Linked DNA regions of Mus musculus: region 1 is linked to region 2. The links are chromatin contacts, called in public promoter capture Hi-C maps. All regions are on one chromosome and are shown on one strand. Each heading gives the region's core, a stretch centred on a gene start, on an enhancer-like site or on the middle of the called end of the contact. The rest is flanking DNA. Distances are from core to core; before and after follow the strand shown.

Region 1 (2,888 bases), core at 359-2,858, 2.0 Mb before region 2:
AAGCAAGCTGAGCGCCAGCATTTCTCTCTCCTGGCTTCCTGAATGAGGCGACTGTGACAAGCAGACTCCTGCCACCCAGCCTTCCGGGAGTGACTGACTCCACCCTCTGACTACTGAGCCGAACAAACCCTTTCCGCTTAAGTTGCTTTGTCTCTGTAACCAGAAAAGTTACTAACAGCTACTAAAGCAATTGTAGTTACAATGTTTGCCTGTTCCACCGCAATGCTGAGGAGCACGGTTGGTCAGTTGAGGTCAAAGCTACTGAGCAAGCCAGGGCAATATAGCAAAACTCATCTCAAAAAAATAAATATAGATAAAATTATAAGGGTAACTTCTTATTTTATTAGACAGTGTTGCTTCAGAATCATACAGTTGCTGGTCGGTTTTTTGTTTTTTGTTTTGTTTTTGGGTGTTGTTGGTTTTTAGAATATATTACTAGGACAAAATAATGGGTTTCATGGTAAAGTTTGTTGTTGTTGTTTATTTGAGAACCTGGAACTGGCTATAAAGACCAGACTTGATTAAGGTCCTTTGCCACAAACTCTGGTAAGTTTTTGTTTTGGTTTTTTAACAAGTTGGCTCCTGCATTAATTGTAAAAATTACAAATCTGAGAGATTAATCCTACACTAAGATCCTTAATCTTGAAGTCAAAATTTTACTATTTCTTAAATCAAAAGACAACAAAATAATTTAAGAACATAATAGTCTGGGAATTAAAATTCATTGCCACCTTTCTCATCACCAGTCTCAAAATCCACCCCTTTTTAATATATGTATATATTATATGTAAATATATATAACTATTATTTTATTTTATGTGTATGAGTGTTTTGCCTGCAAGTCTGTTTTGTCTAATGTGCCGAGTGCATGCCTACTGGGCCTGTGAGCTGCCCTATGCCTTTTAGGAAGCAAGCCAAGGTCCTCTGGAGGAGCAATCTGGACTCTTAAAGAGAGTCCTAGCTGAGCTATCTCCGCAGCCACAAAAGATGGCAGTCTTTCCAGGAAAAACTGCAACAAAGGCTGTCGTTGTCAATGAGACTCTCCGAGGTTCACAATATCTCTCAACCACAACAAAAATTTGAGAAGGTGGGCTGTTTACTGCTTAAATTCTAAGCCTCTTTCCATTGAACACCCAGAATGGTCTTCCCAGGATGGCCTTGGACACAAACTTTTCAAAGTCACCCTTTCCCTCAAGAGAAGGGCACCCTGGGAACCTGCTCCAGGAAGTGTCCTGAAAAGACCCAATTCCGCCCCCTAGAGCGGACCTGTTAGGGGCGTGGCTCACAGACGCCCCGCCTCAGTCTTCCAGTCTGGGCGGAACTAGAAGTGTTCACCCAACCCGGGCCCCGTAGAGACTATGGAGGCGTGGTCGAATGAAGCCACACCCCTCCCTCGCTGACAGTTCTGAAGCCCGGTTCAGCCCCGCCTTCTGTACCGCCCAGCTAGTTCTGAGTCCTAGCTCGGCTCCGCCTCAGGCGCACGCGCGGCCGATGGCCGGCGCCCACTGTGCGTCACTCAGGCCCCTGCCCCGCCCCCGCCGTGCCGCGCCGCGCCGCGCCTCAGAGCCGGGACGGCGGGGCGGGCCTTGCGGCCCAGGCCCATGCCCAGAGCCCGCCCCGCCCTCAGGCCCTATGTAAAGTTGGCGGTGGCCGAGTCGGAGGCGTCGGTGGGAACTCACGAGCCTTGCACGCAGAGGCTCTCAGCGCCCCGTCTCCCGCGCCACGGTGTCCCCTTATTCCCATACGGGCGCTGTGGGAGGCTGAGGACGGCATGCGGGACTACGACGAGGTGACCGCCTTCCTAGGCGAGTGGGGGCCCTTCCAGCGCCTCATCTTCTTCCTGCTCAGCGCCAGCATCATCCCCAATGGCTTCAATGGTATGTCCATCGTGTTCCTGGCGGGGACCCCGGAGCACCGTTGCCTTGTGCCTCACACCGTGAACCTGAGCAGCGCGTGGCGCAACCACAGTATCCCGTTGGAGACGAAGGACGGACGACAGGTGCCTCAGAAATGCCGCCGCTACCGACTGGCCACCATCGCCAACTTCTCTGAGCTAGGGCTGGAGCCGGGGCGGGACGTGGACCTGGAGCAGCTGGAGCAGGAGAGCTGCCTGGATGGCTGGGAGTACGACAAGGACGTCTTCCTGTCCACCATCGTGACAGAGGTAGGTGACAGCCCCCCTATCAGGGTCTGGTGACATCGCGGCGACGGTTGTAGCCCTTCGTCCAACGCACAGGCTGATGAGCATCCTCCAGTCAGGTGGCCCAGGAACATTTTATGAGATGACTTCTAGCCATAGTACGCCCCTCAGGGGACAAGTGTCTGGCAGACCATCCGTCCATAGGGTCCCATTGAAGATAGAGTCCAGAAGGTTCTGCCCCTTAGGAGATGCCCTGAGACCCTGAGGGGTGGGACTTTCTCGAGGTAGTGATGTGATTCAGAGGGGCCGGATTCAGACTTGCTCCAGAGAAGAGGCCACAGTTTTAGCCTCTGTTCAGAAAGGAAAGACTCTTTGCAGAACTTTTTAAAGTTAAAGAAACGTGTGTTCCAAACTCTCTACCTTTTCTGGAGTTATTCTTTCTTCCCTCACCTGTCCTCATCCCAAAATGAAGGCTTGCCATGCCCCAGGAGAAACTGTTTTCCATTTGCCCGCGATGGATTGTTACTTCTTAAGGACCCATGTGTCTGCAGATCTATCCAGGGTGACTTGTTGGTATGGAGTCTTTTCCACAGTATTCTGGGACAAGATCACTGGAGAGGTTCGGTAAGGCATGTAAGGTTACTCTGAAAAGCGATGGAAACCTAATTCCTCATCCCCTTGCACTTTATTCTTGGGTGACTTTGACATTTCTCAGTCACTCTGCTGGGGGTGTGGCAGGCCATTTAAT
Region 2 (2,970 bases), core at 280-2,779:
CCAAACCTCAGTCCAAAGCTAGCCAACCTCCCCAGCTGGAGCATTCCCAGGAGGCAAAAGGTTGCCCCCCACGTGCCTACCCCTCCAGGAGGCCTGCCCTTTTCCTTCCTAGAGAGAAGGTGAGCTCCCCAGGCACAGCGGGTTGGGTGGGTGTGGCCCGCAGCTCAGGGAACCGACCCAAGGCTCCGCCACTGCCGGCTAGCCGCCCGACAGCCCGCCCGCCTGGCGAGCGCAGGCTCTTCTTCCAGAAACTGCGAGGATTGGAGAGCACTGTTTGTGCACCACAAGGTCAAGTCGGGAAGTGGAGTCGGAGGAGGAGGGGCGAGAACGAGAGGGTGGGGAGAGGGGCGCCCCGCTTCTCTGCCAAGTACCAGCCCTGGGAAGTTGCCCCTCGGTTTTTAACCCTTTGCGGCTATAAGATGCACGAGGCAGAAGGAAGGGGGTACCCCGGGGCAAACTCCTCCTGAGGCTAGGACATGTTGCCACCCTGCTAGCCACCCACCCATCACAGTGCGCCTCACCCCCCCTCCGGAAATGCAGGGCAGCACCAGGCGCCAGGAGGCACCCGCGAGGGGGAGGGGGCAACAAGCCCAAGAAGGGACCCCCTCCCCTTAAGGACAGCCCCTCTCTTCCGGAGGTCGCCCACAATTTCAACTTTCCCTGCCTAGGATGCTAGTTTGCATTTGGTGTGGGTGGGGGAGGAGGACCGCGCCCCCTCCCCCAGCCCCTTGCGCGCCCCTCCCCTGCACTCCTGCCAGCACTTTCTGCTCACTTCTGGCGCTGCAAAAAACGCCACGCGATTTATTCGATTTCGATTTTAAAACCAGTGATTCCGAAACCGGGCGGAGGGCGAGGGTCTTCCAGCACCAGAGTCCCTGGGGGTGGGGCGGGCGAGCTGGGTACTCCGTGCAAGCCTCGTTTCCTCCGCGAGTGTCGCCTCCAAGCTGTTATTTGCAAAGAAACGTCTTTTTGACGCAGGGAGAAATGGCAAATTTTAAGTACGTCATTAATATGGCGCCAAAAGATTTTTTTAAGTATAAGCTTGCTTTTTTTTTTTTTTAAAGGTTGTGGGGGGCTCCGCCTGGGTCTGGGGCGCGAAGGGGGCGGGGTGTGAGCAGAAAGTGTGAGTGAGCGAGTGGAGGGGCGGGGTATGTGTGTGAGTGTGTGAAGTGTGAGCCGACCTGATGGGACTTGCACGGGCTCAGCCGGCGCTCGGGCCCGGCCCTGGGGACAGGGCGGGTTGGGGGCGCCCCGGAGTCCACGAGGAGTCCGGGCCCGCGTGCAGGCGGGCGGGTGACCGTGTAGGGCACCCCCCCGGGGGGGCCGCAACGCTACCTGGGACTGTCGCCGGAGCCAAACAACTGGGAAGGGGGGGGGGAACACGACAGGGGGGTGCCGGGAGCGGAGATCCGAGTGAATTAGAAAAAAGTGGCTACTCCCCCTCCCTCTCTTCTTGCCCGCCCCCACCCCACCCCACCCCCACCCCAACACATTTTTTCCCCCTCTAAAGAGATCACAAGGAAGTCTTGGTTTAAAAAGAAACAGAAACATACACAGGGGGTTGGTGAATGGTGCCGACCGCGGCCATCGCAGTTGGAGGCTATTTTTTTGGGGGGTGAGTAGCGTCCATGGAGTTACTTTGCGCCCACTCCTAGTGGCACCAGCTCTGAGCTGGAGGGCTGACCATCTTCCCAGCAGGGGTGCGGGGCTTGGGGGGCGCCGCGGCCCGGTCGCCTCCCTCGCCACGACCCCGGATGGATGCGCGCCCCCCGCCCTCCCGCGCCGGCCCCAGGAGCTCCTGGCTTCGGGAGCATCCTTCCCGCGCCGGCCCCCGCCGCCGCGCGTAGCCGAGGGCAGCGCCCCTCGGGAGGGCACCGCGGAGCAAGGTAAGAGCCAGCCCCCAGCGGATGGGCCCTGCGCATCTCCACGGCATTATTTTGTGGGCTTTTTTTTTTTTTCAACAGATCTGCCAGTGCTCCTCGCTCCCTCTCTCTTGCTCGCTCGCTCCCTCTCTCGCTGGCTGCCTGTTCTAGGAAGCCAGCGCGGGGGGTGGGGGGGGGGGACGCACAGCACTGGGGAGAGAGATTGCGCATGTTGGTCAGCCGTGTTTTAAAGAGTACAGTGCGGGGAGGCTGAGAGGGGCGCATGCAACAACTTTTGGAAGGGTGAGCCTGGCGACCTTCTTTATTAATGACTGCGGCAAAGCGCCCCTGGGCCGGCGAGGGGGCGCGGGCGGGTGGGGGCGCTGGGGCTGCAACTTGCCTCGCGGGCTCCGGCCGGCCCGAGGGGCTGCGGCGCTACCGGGGTGCGGGGTGGGGAGGCTGAGTGGCGGGCACCGGGGCACGGGAAACCTGGAGCTATCTGCCCTTCTGTCTCCCGAGTTTCATTTTGTTGATACGCAGCACGTCCGGGTGCCGAACCGGGCTGAGCCGATGCACATGACCCCGCACTGGGCTCACGTGCAGCCGGTCCAGTCCTAGACACCTTCCGGGGGCCACCGCCTCCGCCCTGCGCCCCCTTTCCAGGCTGGGTGCACGAGGGAGCTGCACGCGGGGGCAGCATGCTCGGTTCTTGGGTTCAGAGGCATTGCACAAATTAGTTTTTTTTTTTTTTCTTCTTAAGGGGCGGGGGACAACGTTCCCAGGTGAGTGCTGGGTGCGCAGTCCAGGCAGCCAGGGTGCATACTGGGGTAGTGGACAGCAGCTCTCCGGTGCTGCGCGGGAGTCCGGTGGGGGAGAGGCACCGCGAGAGTGGAAATGTACCGGCGACGGCCGGAGCGGCGGGTGCGCGCTCGCGGGGCGACGGCAGGGGGCGTGGCCCTTGTTTACCTTCTCCCAACTCTGCTGGTTCGCGTCCCGCTTCAGGGACGACTCTGCAGCTCCCCCCTCTTCCCTCCGCCCTTACTAAAACTCTGGGTGGTACCTAAGAGCAGCAGACAAGTGGAGGGCCCTGCCTGGGACACACGCACCT

Evidence for each region. Promoter capture Hi-C pulls out the DNA fragments that hold promoters and counts their contacts.
Region 1: a contact with region 2 is called in a promoter capture Hi-C map of liver, with 2.8 times the contacts expected there. The contact joins the promoter of Slc22a5 here to the promoter of Jade2 in region 2.

The regions. Positions count from the first base shown.
Region 1 is chr11:53,890,423-53,893,310 of GRCm38.p6, reverse strand. Slc22a5 (solute carrier family 22 (organic cation transporter), member 5) reads left to right here and starts at 1,608. Exons shown (of 10, transcript NM_011396.3): 1 at 1,608-2,164. The coding sequence starts at 1,772.
Region 2 is chr11:51,856,227-51,859,196 of GRCm38.p6, reverse strand. It overlaps Jade2 (jade family PHD finger 2), which reads left to right and starts at 1,529. Exons shown (of 13, transcript NM_001357588.2): 1 at 1,529-1,886. The coding sequence starts at 1,759. It overlaps Gm30110 (a long non-coding RNA gene), which reads right to left. Exons shown (of 2, transcript XR_388628.2): 2 at 2,600-2,970.